Linked DNA regions of Danio rerio: region 2 is linked to region 1. The links are chromatin contacts, called in public HiCAR-type maps. All regions are on one chromosome and are shown on one strand. Each heading gives the region's core, a stretch centred on a gene start, on an enhancer-like site or on the middle of the called end of the contact. The rest is flanking DNA. Distances are from core to core; before and after follow the strand shown.

Region 1 (4,485 bases), core at 423-2,922:
CAAGACGATTAGTCGCTTCTAAACTTGAAACGATAGACTCCACCACACAGCTTCACAGGACAAAGAACCGACCACCAGCTAACCACGTGGGAACATTAGCTCAACAGTTCTTTACATCACAAAAAGAACGCAAGTAACACATCCAGATTACCACTGAAATAGTGTAAATTAAACGTAACCCTGAAGAAACCAGGGTAAAATAAATAATTTTTGGTTTGCTTGGAGGCATCACGGTGGTGCAATGGGTAGCACAATCACCTCACAGCAAAATGGTCACTGGTTCAAGCCCTGGATAAGTCAGTTGGCATTTTTGTATGGAGTTTGCATGTTCTCCTTGTGTTCGCATGGGTTTCCTGCGGGTGCACTGGTTTCCCCCAAGTCCAACAACATGTGGTCTAATTGAATTGAATAAGCTAAATTGGCCATTATGTGTGTGAATGCAAGAGTGTATGGGTGTTTCCCAGTGTTGGCTTGTGGTTGGAAGGGCATTCGCTGCGTAAAAAATATGTTGGATAAGTTGCCAGATCATTCCGCTGTGGCGAAATCTAATTAATAAAGGGACTATGACAAAAATAAAATGAATGAGTGAATGGTTTGCTTGGATTGGTCTTACAAAATCTGAGGTTTTTCCATCATTACACTCTCTCAAACTCTTATTTTTCTTCCTTTACTCCTCTATACAACTGTATGAATGTGTGTTTGTGTTAGGTGTTAGTTTCTGCTAGACATGTCAATAATGTTTCACTTTGTATGAAGAAAGATGGCTGTGCATATTTATGAATCTAATGTCTTGTTACCCTGCTTGAACATGGGATTTTATTTGTGAAAGCAATAACCATATTTGTAGTCAATCATCCATTTGAACGATTGCTGAACAATTTGTTTGTACAAAACCTCTCACTGGGTGTAATTTAACAGCTGATATTTAAAATAATATATTATTTTACAGTGCACATATTTGTACTTTACAGCTACACATTTGTACCTTTAGGGTACACTTTTGTACCTTTAAGGATTACTTTTATACCTTACTGTATTTTACATTTGTACCCTTGCAAGATACTATGAGGTACATTTTTTTTTTTTTGTTTTTAGGTATTAATATGTACATTTAAGGACCTGCCAGGAACCAAAAAAGTACTTTTTGAAAAGGTGTAGCCCCAGTGAAAGATTTTGTATCTTTATTTGTGGGAGTTTTGACATGGACTATAAACTAGTTAATGTCTGCCATTAAAGAAGAAAAAAGACCAACCAGCACACAACCACTGATGTTGCCACAATGTCACAATTACTAAATTAATTAGCCAGTCAGTTGTTGTCGCAACAAATCAAGAATTCTCACATTCACGGTCTTAAACATTTAGTCATCAGCTGACACAGAGGTTACATAACAACCTTCTATTATGGTTAGAACAGATTTTTACCAATGTAAATTCCTAAAATCTTCCTTTTATGTTCTTGATACAGTAGACAAATAGAGCCAAGATCTTTTTTCTTTCTCTTTTTTTTAATCTTCACGGCTAGTATGGATTATTAGATGAGATCTGGGACTGCAGTACCCTGTGGACATATTAAAATGATTGAAAAGCTTGACAGCTCCCAGCTGCACATGACCAATGGTAGCTCTAGTGTCTAGACTGAGCAGCGTTCAGGCCTGGCAGCACATGGAGGAAAATCCAGAGATGACTAAGCACAACAGCCTGCCAGCTTCTGACTATATACATCCAGCCCTCCCATGCCGGACCCCTGTCGCCTCATATTTGATCACGTAACACTTTGTATGTAAATAACATGCTTAATGTCCACTGATCCGGAAAGCCATTCCTCCAATAGTGCCTCCTTCTTTGCCGGTAAGGATTTCATTGTTTATACAGGGGTCATACACATGGAGAGACAGCCAGTACAACAACACCCCCTTAAGGAGTATCTTGTTGTTGTTGTTGGTGGTGGAAGGAAAAGCCAGGACTAAAGGAAGGCAGGTCTCCAGTGTGCGCCGTCAACACTAGATGTCAAGAAACTTTGCACGCGGCAGATGATAAGACAGGAAAAGTAAGATGGCTCAATTCACGCGCTCGCCTCTAAAGCTCTCCAAATATTCACGAAAACCATTCATTTTCTTTAACCATGGCAGAGTTGAGCTCCTCCTTGGGTGTCGCTGTAGATCTTGCAGAAATCCCTGTAAATCTGTGGCCGGGACACTCTCAGCCAGTTCCGTTAGGACTGTCACTCCACATTAAGTTGCTTCTCCTTTAATCTGCTGCTGTAGGGTAAAGTGCAGTCATGCTTTTACATAAGAAATTTGTTCTTGTGGAACTTTGACTGCTTCATCCACCCTTACGTGATTCACACAGTATGCTCATGTGACTCAAGGACAGCGCTAACCTTTCCCATCAAGGTTTTTTGTTGTTGTTGTTTTTGTTGTGTCCTTCCATGGTCTCTAAATTTGCCAGAGAGGTCGATCTTGTTTTGCTGCTGCACGCAATCGTGTTTCTCAGAGTTGAGCTGTGGATTTATGAATTATGCATTGGTTTAATATTTAGGTACTACTACTGTCCCAGCATGTCACGAACTAGTTGTGCATTTTCGTGTACATTATGTGCCGTTTTACATTGCCCTTCGCTAGGAGTCTCTATGAATGCAAATGAGCTTTATGTTCCCTAGCCAATACAGTGGACATTTGTTTAATTAGAGTAGATGGATTGCAAATCCTGCATTGCAAATCACGTCGAAGAGCGAGGGTAAATGTTTATTGCTTATAACTAATGAAAGCAAAATCTATTCAAACTATAATGATCTAAACACACATTGTCATTGCACGCCTGATACAGTTGTTTTGATTTTAACTGTTAAAGTGAATGATTGTTTACCATTATAATAACTGGTTTATATTGCTTCTCAATCTTGTTTATTTATTTATTTTTTATCATTAATCTGTTTTTTTCAATTAATTGAATGTAGCTTCAGCAAATGTAGCCTTAATTACATTTAACTGATCAAAAATTCCAGTAAAGACTATTCCATGGTTACAAAATAATTAGTATTTTAAATAATCTTTTTATCTCTGATTATGAAAAGTCACACTTCAACAAAAGTATTTAACAACACAAGTCTTTTCAATGTTGAGAATAATTTGAATTATATATATATATATATATATATATATATATATATATATATATATATATATATATATATATATATATATATTACATTTAATGTGAAGGGACATGTGACACTGACACGAATAGAATATTATTTTTAAAAATTCTGTGTTGATGTTAAAGAAACAAATAATATTTTAAATATATATTCAAGCAGGAAACATTCAATTTATTTTGCAACAGGCCTATTGTAAAGGATGGATTTAGTGATTTTGGGGCCATAAGTAGGGCCAGACAGAATCTGCTGGACATTTATTGCTATTTCTGCTAAGAATTTTGTAGAAAATCTGCAGATTTATGCTGAATGATTTTGGGAGTAACATACCTAAAAACATAATGTATGTAATAAAAATAATACCTTTTTATATTTTATTTAATGTTTACAATGCAAAAACACATTTGGTAAACAAAGCTCTCTCATATATTAGATCTACTAAAAAGACAGAAAATACTAATTTACAAACTGTATTGTAAATAAATTACATGAACATTTTCATATTTATCAGAAATATTCATTCATTCATTCATTCATTCATTCATTCATTCATTCATTTTCTTTTTGCCTTAGGCCCTTTATTAATTAAGGGGTTTATTAATCATTTTTATTAATCATGTACAGATTCCATGTGGGCCTAGCCATAAGAAATTATTTTGTTTATAAAAGTAAACCTGTGACCAAATGTAATGATCACATAATTTTTTTTTTCCTATATATATATTCATTCATCCATTTTCTTGTCGGCTTAGTCCCTTTATTAATCCGGGGTCGCCACAGCGGAATAAACCACCAACTTATCCAGCAAGTTTTTACGCAGCGGATGCCCTTCCAGCCGCAACCCATCTCTGGGAAACATCCACACACACATTCACACACACACACTCATACACTACAATTTAGCCTACCCAATTCACCTATAGCGCATGTCTTTGGACTGTGGGGGAAACCTGAGCACCCGGAGGAAACCCACGCAAAGGCAGGGAGAACATGCGAACTCCACGCAGAATCGCCAACTGACCCAGCTAAGGCTCAAACAAGCGACTTTCTTGCTGTGAGGCGATCATGCAACCCACTACGTCACTGTGACCCTACATTATATTTGAATATTAAAAACGCAGCATTGCTGATCATAAAAACACTTATTTCCTATACTGACCACAAACCTTTGAATAGTGACTATAATTACATTATATTGTAGCTATTTATGTTTGATGCTTTAAAAAACTTTAAATTCCTGTGGTGGACAGGTACTCCTTCAATGGCAATGACCATAATAAATGTCATAATAATTAGAATTTGTACATATGGTTTCTATTGTTAATGTGG
Region 2 (4,490 bases), core at 1,705-4,204, 380 kb before region 1:
GTAGCCACATCGTAGGATATGCAATTTTATATTTTATAACTATATTTGGGATTATGGTTAATCAGCACAACAACTGAGAATACATTGTGGTGCCATTGTAAAGTATAACCATAGTAGGCCATTTGCATTTCAAGTGAGCCTAAAATACTTAGGCACAAAAAAATATCCTAGTAACTTTAATGTAGAATAATTTTACTAAATTATTAGAACGAGGACTATATACAGTTTTATTTTTTACATTTATTAATCAATTTCTGTGTCTGAACATTGTTTGACTCTCCGGAAAAGCATAAAGAACTGTTTATTTGAACCTTTTCTTTGTTCTATAGTAATTAATTTTGCTTGCATGTTGTTTATTTTATTATATATTGTATACATGATTCACACCCTTACAAAACGCCCCTCAATTAATCAAAATTTAGGATTTCTTTCCAAATTGAGCTATTCAAGCTATCTGGTGGAATTATTTTAACATTGCAATAAAAACCGCAAAGAAACAAAATATTGCAATACCCGATTTTTGTAATATGATGCAGCTCTAAGCTTTACTGTATTTTTGATCCAAAAACACAGCATTAATAAGCAGTATAGGCTTCTTTTAAAACATCCCAAACATTTGACGGGAAGTGTATATTCATTCTGACACCCATGCGAGTTTTGTAATGGACATTAATATTCACAACAGTCTCAGAAATATGTCACAACTGTTTGGAACCATTCCAAAACACATGGGTGTAAACAACCAAGGCGATTCCGCACATTCATTCAGGCGCTGTTAATTACAAGCAAGTTATTAAAACACAAATGACAGGCTGTCTCAACTGTTATGAATATTAAACTGCAAACCACTCAGTTTAAATATAACCTGACTGAAGCTATCAGTATTTTTGGTTATTAAATGAAACATAAATATGAACAACAACACTGTCGCATGATATGTCTCTATTCAGTGCCGTCATACAGTATCTAAAATCAATGTTTGACTTTGGAGTGGTCAGTGTTTTGCCTTGAACATTTTCCCATTGACTCCTCAATGTCTTGGAATGTAAAAGTTGAATCAATATGAAAACAGATCAATGGGAAAATAAAAGCCTTTCGTGATGATGCAGTTCGCTTGATATTGATGTAGATTTAATAGACATGTCACGAGGAAGATGTTCTAAATATAAAGTCTCAAGTCAATATGCTAAATCCAATGCAAACATAGTTAAGGTCACAGTTTGAGGATTTCTGATGGAGCGTTCCATGTCAGAACAGCCAAATTTGAGGGCTTTTCCTTTCCTAATTTACGTACTAACTATTTCGGAAGAAAAATTAACATTAACACTGATCTCATTTAATGAAAATCAAAGTATTATATATGTCACGACAGTTAATTTATAGAGTAATACACTGGTTTGCTTGTTTTTATTTTTTTCATATTATTGAATGAACTGTTTGTTAAATCTCTTTAAACTTTTTGTTTTCAAATTATATGGCAAAAAATAGGAAGACGAATAACTTTTTAAAATTTTAACCCATCTTCCACAAAACAAAGTGGATTATTCAGTAAATAAACATTACTAATATTATATGTTTGCCTTTAATTACAATTATTTTGCTTTCCTTCATCATAAATAAATAAATAAACAAGCTTGAGTGTACAGGATGATCCAAAAGGAATACAAACCTAAACAAATCTAATTTAATGCTTCTGTAATGTCCACAATTTCTTAGCTGTAAATATTTAAACAGTTTAAGATATCTTCTGTCATCCACATATTTGCAAAATTTTTGCAAGTACTGGGACAATTTAAAATTTGATTTTTTGGCCCATTATTGAGTCTATTTATTTACTTGTGTAAATGTGTGTAAATTTATATTTATCCAGTTTTGTAATTAATTTTAGTAATATTTTTGCCTAATATGAAAATCTTCATATGATTTATTTACAATACAGTTTGTAAAGTAATAAATTCTGTGTTTTAGTAGACATATTATATAAGAGACTTGCTTTGTTTACCAAATAAGTAGATCTAATTAGATTTGCACTGTAAACATTAAATAAAAAGTTTAAAAAGCTAATATGTTTTAAATCATAGGTTAAATTTTTAATTATGAAACTTCCAAAATAAAAAATCTGCATAAATTCGCAGATTTTTTTTACAAAATTCTCTGCAGAAATAGCTAAAAATGGTCGCAGATTCTGTCTGGCCCTAGGTATGGGCTAGGCTCTAAAATTAAGAAATGTTGTGGTAATACTCAAACCATCAGCGCATACTAACTAATGTTAACAAAAGAAAACCTAATATTAAAATGTTACCTGTAAGTAATGTCAGCAAAATCTACAGTAACTTATTAATAGCAGTTCATCAGTAATTTACTGAAAATAAATTACAGCAAAAATACTGTATTTACATGTATGGCACCATTATCTTGCTGTACATGTATACAGAATTATGTCTATTTCTTTACTTTAAAATGTACAGCAATTTTCACAAACTTTAAAATACATTAACATACTGCATAACTGCCCTGCAGTAAAATGCAGTTCATATTACAGTTAAAAACTGCTTAATTTACACATATTGTTAACAATGTAGTCACATTTGTTTCATACTACAAAAGCTATCCAGTATTGAGTTGTTGTTGTTTTTTATTTAAGACCTCGTCTGGATCAATTCAATAATCTGTGGTAATAAATGCTTTTCATAAATAACCGGTAATAAGTTCAATATCAGCATGATGTCAGTGATGTCACAACCCTCGAAGGCTCAGCAGGCTTTCTACAAGATGTAGCTCAGCATTAGCACGTATCATATTGTACATGAAATGACAGAATCAGACTTACCGCAAGCACCGCTGAATGATATTAACCAACTATATAAACCTAATAAAGTCCATATTTTAACCCGGACATGCTATGACAGAAAAGAGACAAGATGATCCGACACGCTGAACGACTCTGTTGTTCTGATTCTGCGTCCTCGCTCTGCTGTCACATGACACATGTCAGCTGATTTCACTTCAACGCGGTCTCTCACGGATTACGTTTCCGTGTTTCTGTTTTAAAAATCAAAAAGTTAACGATACACTTTTAAAACATTGCAGCTTTTGCAAAATCAAAATGACGTACAGAGTATGACGGAAGCTGTATGCTTTAGTACTTTTTAATGAACAAATTTAATGAAGGAAATTAACAAACTTTTTATTATTACAGTTCTCAACTTAATTTAATTTGAACGTATTTAATTTAATTATTTAATTTTGCTTAATTTTATTTAGAGAGCAACAAAAACAAGGGATCATCTAAAAAATGTGTTTTACGTTTAAAACGTTTGATATCACTTCTGATGCGATATCCAACAAAATGTTGTGTGCTGCTGAATATATCGTTGTATCTGTAGATGTATATGGAAAATACTATGTAGTAAACACTAGTCTATTTGAACCATATTATATTAAAGTGTCTTTTACTATATTTACAGAGCACAGGCTAACTGTTATTACGGTATTAGCAAACTGATAAAGTGTAACAAAATACTGCAGTAAACTCAACAGTAAATTGGTATAGTAGTATATTTTCTAGTTGTAGAAACTTGGTACACTATTGGGTTTTTGACACTATTTGTTGTATTACCAGGGACTATTACAATAACAAACTATTTCAAGTATTTTAGTATGGTTCAATTTTTTTCATGTGGGGATGGTATTTAAATCGGACTTGTGAGGAGCTTATAAAATGTGTAAATGAGTCAAAACAATACCAAGACATCTGGAATAGACATTTACGACATGGCAATTCCATGACTGTATGACAAGAAATATGTTTGGTTTTGGTCATGTGGGTCCTGTTATTAGCTTTAGATGTCCTTATTTGTTCATGTTGCATTTACATTACATTTAAACTGCACCAGAGTCTGAAACAGATTGGGACCCATCTTTCATCCAGTTTCGCTCCACTTTTGTGTAGAGCACCAAGGTTCAGATGACAGCATTAACATTAATTTAAATGAGCAGTAACAAACAAACAACAAACATATAATCAATTTAGTTTAATAATGCCACGTGTTTTTTGTGGTGCGAATGAACGCTTTGTCAGAAACTGATAGTTTATTGATGAGCCCTAAAGGAAACAGTGCGTCACCTGACCGTCCAGCAACAGTGCCAGCAAAATCGAGTCTGTAGACTTGAGTTTGCAGCAACAGTCTGATCGATCATGACGGTAATTACCCCCTTTAATATAACATTTAATTAACAATAATCCGTTTACTTTTGCTTAGGGTTTCAGAACATCCTAAGTTCGTTTTTACTCAAGATAACTTCCAGACTTAGCTTAGTTGCTAACGTTTTGATGAGTGTCTCTTATTGAATCAAAGATGTTTTCTTTCTTCACAGACTCACGAGTTTTTTGTTGACATGACATGTGAAGGATGCTCTGGTGCAGTCACTCGAGTACTTAATAAACTGGGTAAGGTTTAGGTTTTTTACATTTGAAATATTCTAATCGT

What was found. HiCAR-type assays count read pairs that join an accessible place to other places.
Region 2: a HiCAR-type map of caudal fin shows a contact between it and region 1, with 10 times the contacts expected there. The contact joins the promoter of slc36a1 here to the enhancer-like site in region 1. A contact is called at or near these places in 6 of 18 Hi-C or Micro-C datasets (caudal fin, embryo, fibroblasts and 1 more) and 2 of 4 datasets of contacts at active chromatin or transcription factors (caudal fin and embryo).

The regions. Positions count from the first base shown.
Region 1 is chr14:29,883,013-29,887,497 of GRCz12tu, reverse strand. No RefSeq gene overlaps it. Among named protein-coding and RNA genes, the nearest start is that of slc25a48, 12 kb to the right of the region's middle. Within about 2 kb of position 1,672, at least 3 of the 62 cell types and tissues checked have an H3K27ac peak or open chromatin away from gene starts, as enhancers often do.
Region 2 is chr14:30,259,848-30,264,337 of GRCz12tu, reverse strand. slc36a1 (solute carrier family 36 member 1) reads right to left here and starts at 2,954. Exons shown (of 13, transcript XM_073921867.1): 1 at 2,831-2,954. It overlaps atox1 (antioxidant 1 copper chaperone), which reads left to right and starts at 4,108. Exons shown (of 4, transcript NM_001256633.3): 1 at 4,108-4,204; 2 at 4,378-4,450. The coding sequence starts at 4,199.